Regions from separate parts of the Sus scrofa genome. Here region 2 is linked to region 1. Evidence: chromatin contacts called from public promoter capture Hi-C data. All regions are on one chromosome and are shown on one strand. The core of a region is the stretch at or near the end of the contact, and the rest is flanking DNA. Distances in the headings are between cores, read along the strand shown. Region 1 holds the start of RNF8 (E3 ubiquitin-protein ligase RNF8). Region 2 holds the start of MDGA1 (MAM domain-containing glycosylphosphatidylinositol anchor protein 1).

The links. Promoter capture Hi-C pulls out the DNA fragments that hold promoters and counts their contacts.
Region 2: a promoter capture Hi-C map of fetal skeletal muscle shows a contact between it and region 1, with 7 times the contacts expected there. The contact joins the promoter of MDGA1 here to the promoter of RNF8 in region 1. A contact is called at or near these places in 1 of 5 promoter capture datasets (fetal skeletal muscle), 1 of 47 Hi-C or Micro-C datasets (omental adipose tissue) and 2 of 2 datasets of contacts at active chromatin or transcription factors (alveolar macrophages and skeletal muscle).

What each region holds. Positions count from the first base shown.
Region 1 is chr7:32,930,014-32,934,337 of Sscrofa11.1, reverse strand. RNF8 (E3 ubiquitin-protein ligase RNF8) reads right to left here and starts at 2,552. Exons shown (of 8, transcript XM_005665930.3): 1 at 2,244-2,552. The coding sequence starts at 2,354.
Region 2 is chr7:33,267,221-33,271,544 of Sscrofa11.1, reverse strand. MDGA1 (MAM domain-containing glycosylphosphatidylinositol anchor protein 1) reads left to right here and starts at 2,332. Exons shown (of 17, transcript XM_001924567.4): 1 at 2,332-3,339. The coding sequence starts at 3,273.

The sequences.
Region 1 (4,324 bases), core at 1,303-3,802:
CTTTATGGGTCCTCTTGCCCTTCCTGCAGGGGCTTTAAATCTTTCTGCCTGGCCCCTCCCCAAGACTCCCAGTGCTACCAAGCTTTTCAGAAGTAATGAATTAATGCACAGCAACTAAATCTGAGTGAACTGACATGATCACTAAGTTCCTTACAGGGTTGTGTGTGAGGGCAGTACACGTGCAGGACTCAGATCAGGTAATGTATATGAAAGCCCAAACCTTATACAAAATAAGGTATAGTCGCTTTTTTTTTTTTTTTGCTTTTTAGGGCCACACACTAAAAAGCATGGAGGTGTGGCATATGGAGGTTCCCAAGCTAGGGGTCGAATCAGAGCTACAGCTGCTGGTCTACACCACAGCTCACGGCAACACCAGATCCTTAACTCGCTGAGCAAGGCCAGGGATTGAACCTGCATCTTCATGGATCCTAGTCGGGTTCATTAACCATTGAGCCACAAAGGGAACTCCAGGTATAGTCATGATTATTCAGATGTTAGTATCTTCATTTATTAAACTTCCCAAAAGTATATGCTTTTGAAAAGAGCCATGCAAGGCAATGCTCAAGTTTAAAAAGTGGACTTTTAGGCACTGATACCAGCATAGAAGAGAGATTTGGGGGACAGAGGTATCTTCCTGGTGTCTTTAATTCATAGCATACAAGTGACCCTTTATACTCTAGCAACATTTAAGGCTGGACCCGAATCTCTCCTCTGACTTAAGGAACCACTGTTCTTAGGATAGTACTAAACAATCCATATCCTGGCACTTGATAACAGTCTGCATGGATATTCTCAAACGGCTTCATTGTATAAAAATCCTCTTTCCCCATTCATGCAATAAACTCTTGGGGAGCAGAAGTCATTATGATTTGTCCCTCTCATAGTACACTATACAATGTAAGTGCTCAATAAATACCTGGGAAACTGAATTGTGACTGTGTAACTTAGAGGAAAAATCTACTTAAACATACATTATAATCAAAAGACTTATTTTCCACACATATCATTTCCCAAACCCAAATGGTTCCCATCACTACAAGCTGGTCTCTGATCTAGCCCTACTTCCCAAGCTGACTGCACTCTCTCTACTCCCCTTCTCTCTAACATCACCTTCTCCAGAACCATTACCCTAGTCTAGCAGCCCTGAACTGAAACCATGCCAAATCTACCCTCTTTAAAATTTTTGTTTTGGCAAGTTCCTGTTGGGGCAGAGCAGAAACGAATCTCATTAGTATCCATGAGGACAAGAGCTCAATACCTGGCGTTGCTCAGTGGGGCGGAGATCTGGTGTTGCCCTGAGCTGTGGTGTAGGTCCCAGCGCTGCTAGGATCCTGGGTTGCTGTGGCTGTGGCTAGGCCGGCAGCTGTAGCTCCAATTTGATCCCTAGCCTGGGAACTTCCATATGCTGTGGGTTTGGCCCTAAAAAACAAAAAAGAAGGAAAATTTTGCATTTATGATTCCATTAGAGAACATTATAAGCAGCCTTTTAGAGAGAATTATTATATTTCTGAAGCCCTACCTACCCCAACCCATCTCAGAGAATGCCAATGGGCAGTACCCAGACTCAGGGTAATTGTGGCCCACACCAAAGCGCCAATTTTCCCCAGAGTTGGAAAGACAGAAGCCATTTTAACGTTATAGTCTGAGTATTTTAAGGGACCCGACCCAAACTTGAAATCTTTTTTAAAAGAAACTTGAAAAAGTTCACTCTCTCAGCAGCTGTTTCCCCCCTCCCCCGACCGTGGGCCATTCTGACTCCGAAGTTGGGGCAGCTCCGCCTCCCTGGCAGGGGGCTGCAGAGCTTCGTGCGACCCCAACAGGTCCTAGACCCCTAACCCATCAACCTAGTCGCCTCCTTCCCCCACAAAACCCCAGCAGTCCTCAGGTTCTGGGCCACCCCTACGGCCACCTCTCCTTCGGCCCCTCTTCCAGGCTTCTTTTCGCAACCCGGACATCGGTCCCAGCTCTTCCCTCCGGCTTAGGCCGCTCCGGAAGTGGCCATCTTTTCTCCCAGGCTGTCCTACTTCCCCTGACACCCCCCACCTCAGACACCCCAACAGCTCGCACCAGACTCCTTTCTACTTTCCCTCCTCCAGGACCCAGCCTTCACCTCTCTCTCCTCTTCCTCCCCCACCTCCTCTTTACCATTCATCCCTACCTCACCCTGTCGGGACGCCTGGCCTCCCTCCTGCCCCACCTCCTCCAACCCCCTTCCTCGCATCAGTAGGACCCCTCCCCCTCACCTCTTTTCCGTCCTCCAGCAGCAGCCACTCGGCGTTCATCCCCACCCGCCGCAAGCACCAGCTCCGGTCACCGGCGCGGCCTCCCGTGACCAGGGAGCCGGGCTCCCCCATAGCCCACTCGGCCCTGGGTTGCTGTCAGTACAGAGCGAGGTTGCTGTCAGCACAGAGCGAGACCCGACCCGAGTTCCCGCCGCCTCTCCGCTTTCTCGCGGACGCCATACTAACAGTACAGACAGAAGCAATCGCTAGGAGCTCGCGATCGATGCAAACGCTCGTTCGGGCTCCGCCCCCAGCCCGCTCCCCGCAGGCAAGCCGGAGTCACTGCGCCTGCGCGAGACCAGGGCTGGGGCGGGTTGGCTCAGGTGAGGGTGGTGTAGCCTCAGGTCCGGTACTGGTGTGCGCTACACTCTGAAGCTCCCATGTGACACCTTACTCTCCCTTTGTAGCGCCCCAACTTCAGTTCTAGCTGCCTCAAACTGGAGCCTCTTCTAACCTTTCTTCTCGCTTTTAAAAATTTTGCTTTATGATGCTTTCTATGTTATTTGAAATTATAAACAACTTTTAACTTGTGATCATTTTTAAATCCGTGAACCCTGTTTCTAAATAGCATCTCGTTTGCACGATCTTTTATTGCCGAATTTTTTTAACTTACACTGTACTAGACAAGTCTTGCCAAGCAGAGAGCAGTGTTAACCTGGGGCCAGGTGTGGAAGAGGGAGTGGGGGGTGTCGAATGCAAATAGAGTTGAGGGAATTTTCAGAGGTGATAAAAATGTTCTAAAACTGCTTTCTGATGTACACTGGAACATAATATTGTATGTCAATTGCATTTCAATTAAAAAAGTGAAAATGAAATTAGATTATGGTAATGATTGCACAGCTGTATATATTTACTAAAAAGTCCTTTGAAGCATACACTTCCAATGAATTTTATGGTGTGTAAGTTATCCTCAATAAAGCTGTTAATTAAAAAAATGAAAAAACAGCAAACTCAGATTCTTTCCTTTGATTCTCCAGAATAGTCTGGTAGCTGCTCCCTGTAGTAACTACCTCTGTAATCACTCAATGCCCCCTTTGGTCGTTTTGATTTTCCAACACCTGGTTCACAGTTTTCTTAAACTCTGTCAAGAGGAAAAAAATGTATTATAAATGAATCATACAAAGTGCAATAGTAAGTGGCTGATGTTTATTGAGAACTAAGGACTTGACCAAGCACCCTGCATAATTTATTTTACTTGCTTCTCACAAAAGATGTGACGATGGTGGTTACAATTATAATTCCTACTTTAGAGATGATGAGAAAAGAGGGACAGTAGTTCCCCTGTGGCACAACCAGTTAAGGATCTGGCATTGTCACTGCGGTGGCCTGGGTCACTGCTGTAGCGTGGGTTTGATGATCCCTAGCCAGGGAACTTCCGCATGCTACAGGCAGGCCAAAAAAAAGAAAAGAAATTTCAGCCTTTGATGTCACAGAGGGTCAGGAAAATTGGTGGAGACTTACCTGCATTCACGGAGATGCTTCCCTAACCTTTGGAAGGGTGACTGCTATGCTTTCATCCCACCTTAGTGTTTTGTCCCAGGATCAGCAAGTGCACGTAAGGCCATCCTGACATTTAGTTGGCATGTCTCCCTAAGCTCTTGTGGGCTGTGACAGTTTCTTGGACTTCCCTTGTTTTTGATGACCTTGACAATTTTAAGGAATACGAGCAGGTATTTTGTAGAATATTCCTTAACTGGGATCTAGCTGATATTTTTCTCATGATTAGACGGGCTTGTAGGTGTTGGGAAGACCACAGAGGTCGAGTGCTATTCTAGTGCCACATTAAGGTTACAAGCTATCAATGTGAATTATCACTACTGACATTAATCTTGATAACCCTGCTGAGGTGGTGTTTGTCAGGTTTCTCTACTATAAAGTTACTCTTTCCCCCTTTTCTGTACTGTGCCTTTTGGAAGGAAGGCACTGCCCAACCCACACATAAGGAGTTCCTTAAAAGTATGGTTTCTATATACATGACTTGGAATTCTTCTGCACGAGAAATTTGTCTCTTCTCCCCATTGATTTATGGAGTCATTTATTAT
Region 2 (4,324 bases), core at 1,083-3,582, 340 kb before region 1:
GGAGAGTGGAAATTGCTGTGATCACTCCCCGAGAGCTTCCTGGAGGAGGTGATGGTTTTCAAATAATGGGCAGAAGATAACAATAAAAGAAGCTGCTCATCATCACACCCTCGATTGCTGTCATTTCCTTCTCAGACTAGGAAGGGGAGGCTCTGTATCTCTGCAGGGCAGAAGGTGGATTTGTCTCTTTGGGGGGCGGGTAGTGGGGCGTAGACAGTGTTGCAGGCTTATGTACAGAGAAACGAGACACCAAGGCTTTTTACCAGGAAGCACATTGAAGGTATCCTAGGTCCGTGGTATGATGGGGATCATTCGATCATTTTAACAAATCTTTGGCTGGCATCTGCTGGGTGCCCAGCACTAAATTGTGTTTGGTTCCCTTTGGACCCACAGGAAAGGAAGGAGAGAATAAAAAGGAGGGAATGGAGGAGGTACAATCAAGAAGAAGTTGGCTGGAGAACAAGATTCTTCAAATGATCTCGGACTTCCTGAGACAGAAAGGAAGGTGAGGAGGTGTCACCTGGAGACACGTCCCCCCCACGCCCCCACCCCTGCCTGGAATTCCTCCTGACACCTCACACTCCTGCTGCCCCACCCGAGAAGTTGGGGGCACGTGCTCCTGTGAGGGGCAGCCCCTGGAAGGACAGGAGAAGAGGGACCCAGCAGGAAATGGGCCTAGGAAAGGGATGGCATATTTTTATTATTTGAATTTTTGTTTTGATTTACAAACTGAAACGTTGTCTTTTCGGTGTCCATTCTTTTGAGTTTGGACAGATGCGTAGAGTCGTGGACCACCATCACACCCAGGAGATTAAACAGTTCCGGGGGTGGGGGGAGGGTTGGTAATCTCCCGGCTTGTTAGCTGCTGCGGTTTTCCGCGCTCCCAGGGGCCGCCCTAATACAATCCTGGCGCACACGCCGAGATAAATAACGGCGACAGGTGGAGCAGGTGAGATTAGCCAGACCGGGGTAGGGGGAAGCGATCGGAGGTGCGGGGGAGGCCGCCCGCTCTGCTTCCTAGCCTTTGCCTCTCCCCGCCGGCGTTCGGGAACAGCGCTCTTCCCACCCCTGCTCCCAGAGGGCCGGGTGGAGGTAGCGGAGTCCGGGAGCGCGAGACCTCGCGGCTGGAGCCGGCCCCTGGCTTGGCTGCTGAAAGAGAGGGCGCCTCTGGGGCGCTTGGGCGCGCTTGAGGTCCTGAGGGGAGGCAGGATGGGGAGAGGGACGAGCTGGGGAGAATGGGGTGGTGGCCTGGGGAGCTCTGGCTACGGGGTCCTGCCGACAAACCTGTTGGCAACCTGTGGGCAGAGGCACGGGCAGGAGGAGCTCTGATCTCGCCCTCTCAGCCCCCGGCTACTCCAGCTGCTCCGGCGAGGGCCCCCACGCCTGACGCGGGGAGAGGCCTCGGCTGTCTGGAAAGGGGCGGGGCTCGGCCGGGGGCGGAGGGACTCCCGGGCGGAGCAGACAGCCCTGCAGACCCACAGCAGGCGACCAGCTCGCGCGCCTGCAGGACCCCGAGCACTGCTGGCGCCCCGGCCTTTCCCTTCGACCCTCGCTTCAGTTCCCCTCCCCCACCCCCCGCGGCAAAGTGCGAAACATTTACAAAGTGTGCAGTGCCCCGCAGGCTAGGCTAGAGTCCCCGGAGCGAACGTCCGCGTCTGCCTAGCTAGCGTACTGGGATCAGTGCACCCGGTCCGGGTGAGCAAGGGCGGGCGAAGAGCGAGTGTGTGAGCGCGCTGCAGAGCCCGCGCCAAAACCCTTGTCCCTTCGCCACTGTCCTCTGGATGGATGGATCCATTTCTGCTTTCTGACATTTTCCTGCTGGGGGTGGGGTGGGGGCGGAGAGAGAGAAGGGGGGAGGAGAGGGAGAGAATGAGAGAGAGAGAGAGAGAGGAGAGAGAGAGAGAGAGAGAGAGAGAGAGAAAGAAAGAGAAAGGCAGTCTGCTTCCCCCAGCCCTGTTTTGTTTTCTCTAATTGGTCCTGGGGGAGGCGAGGAAATTGGACAGAGGCTGGGCCGGGCGAGCTGGGCTGCCTTTAATTGGCTCCTTTTTTTAACTGGAGGGGAATCAAACAGGAGAGCGAGCGACAAAGGGTGGGAGAGCGAGAGACCGAACGAGGAGACGCGAGGAGGAGGGAGGAGAGAGGGAGGCGTGTGGGGCGGGGTGGGGGGAGAGCGCGGAATGAAAAGCTCGGAGGAGGGGGAAAGCAGCACAGCGGAGCCCAAGTTGCCGAGCGAGCGGAGTGCTCCCGCGGCCCGGAGCCTAGCGGCCGCCGCGCCCGGGAGCCCGGCCCGGCCCCGCCTGCTCTGGGCCCCCGCTGGCGGAGGCCGCCGGGCGGGGGCGGGGACGATCAACTTGGGGCGCGGCGCAGCCCGGTTTTCCCGAGAGCGCGAGCCCGGGAGAGCCTCGGGCCGCGTCCAGACGGCGGGAGCGGAGCGCGACGAGCGGAGGAGGCGAGCGGCTCCCGCGCCGCAGCCCCGGCCTCGGCGAGAGCGCGAATATTTTTCAAACGACTCAAACTTTCCTTCTTTCCCCGCGTTCTGGGGTCTCTCTTGAATGGAATTGCTCTCCTGAGTCCCGCGGGGCGCCAGGGCGCGATCGCTCCCCGAGGTTCCTCGGTGGCTGGGCTAACTTCGCGGACTCGGGACCCGTGGCTCTAGCCCCTCGGCGGAGCCCAGCCCTTCTCCCGTGCTCAGGAGGGCCAAAGCCGGGGCTTTTTGCCTCCGAGAGGACGCCCAACCCAGCCCCCTTGGGTCAGGCCGTTGAGCCCCCAGCACCAGCCGCAGGACTGGAGACAGCGGATTAACCCGAGAGGAGCCCGGGCCTCCCCGCCCCCGTTCCGCTGAGGGTCGTCCCCTGGGCGGGGAAACGACAAGTTTGTCAGTCGTCGGTGGCCTGTTGGATCCAAGAGCCTCCGCCTCTGCAGAGGGGTCCCTGGCGCCCAGAACACCGAGCAGACACTCCTGGAACCCGGGGAGGCTCGGCAGCCGGGCTCCGTGGGCTGGGGCGCTGGCTGCTGCGCCGGGCGCGCGGAGGCACCCGGGGCCGGCCAGCGCCCCCTGCGTCCCCACGCGGGCAGCGGCCCCGCCAGAGGAGAAACCCGGCTCGCCGCCACCGCCGCCTCCTTAGTCTCCCGGTCTCCATCGCTGGGGCCGCCTACTCCGTCGCCTCTCCGGGAACGGGAGACGCAAGGGGCATCGCGGGGCCCCGGCGGATGCGCCCCCCGGCGCCTCTCGGGCTGCGCCGCCTCGCGGGGATGAAGCACCGGCCGTGAAGATGGAGGTGACCTGCCTTCTACTTCTGGCGCTAATCCCCTTTCACTGCCGGGCACAAGGAGTCTACGGTAAGAGCCCGCGTGCCGCTCCAGGCCGGCTTAGCACCGCGCGGAAACTTTGCAAGAGGCGCAAAGCGCGCGCCGCCGGGGTTTGGTGGGTACCCCGGCTCAGACTCTGGAGTGGATGCCGGGGTCTCCGCCCTTTTCCAGAGCTCGAGGAGATGGAGCTAGCTGCTCCAGAGCACCGAGACGGGTCGTATGGTCTGGCGTGAAGCCGGGGATGCCAGGGGAGGTGGTACCCACTTTCCAAACGCTGCCAATGGCAGGAATGACTCGGAACCCTTGAGTGCACCCAGCTGGCTCGGGAGACCCTGACGGATCGCACACCGGCGGCTGGGGAAGGGACTTGCACTAAAACCTCATCCTCCCCTGGCTCGGCCTCTGGTGTGGAAGCCGAGCGAGGCACGATCCAGAGTTGCGCGCGGCTTGCAGGCGAGCTGGCTGCCAGCACCGCGGCCGAGCGGCGGGCTCGCCTTCCCCGCTTCCTCTGGGCTTCGCTTCTTTCACTCGGTTCCAGACAGCCCGAGCGGATGCAGGCATTCCCTAGATTGGGCTCCTAAGACCCCAGAATCCCTTTTCGGACCACTCCTGAGCCAGTTAGTTAGGTCTTTCTGTTGCCGGTTAGTGGCCACAAAACCCCAGCCCCACCTTCATTCTTGCTGCGCGCACGCAGGCATTCAGCCACGGTCCCCAGGAAAAGCAAACACTGCACGCACCCATCCAGCTACGTGTCCGAACTCTGCCTCCTACCACGCAGCTTTGCTCCCGCGTCCCCACACCTCGCTCTCAGGCGCCAAGAGGACTCCGGTTACCCCTTCTCCCTTCTCTCTCGTGGCTTTTGCCGAGGAAAGATCCTGCAAGTCGGCATCATCCCCTCAGGATCATGTGGCCTCAACCCTCTCAGGGACCCTCCCTCTGAATTCTGGCAGCCAGCAATGCCCTGACCCACAGCGCAAAGTCTTGGGGCTTAGTGGCCCTTACTTTACTTTCTCCT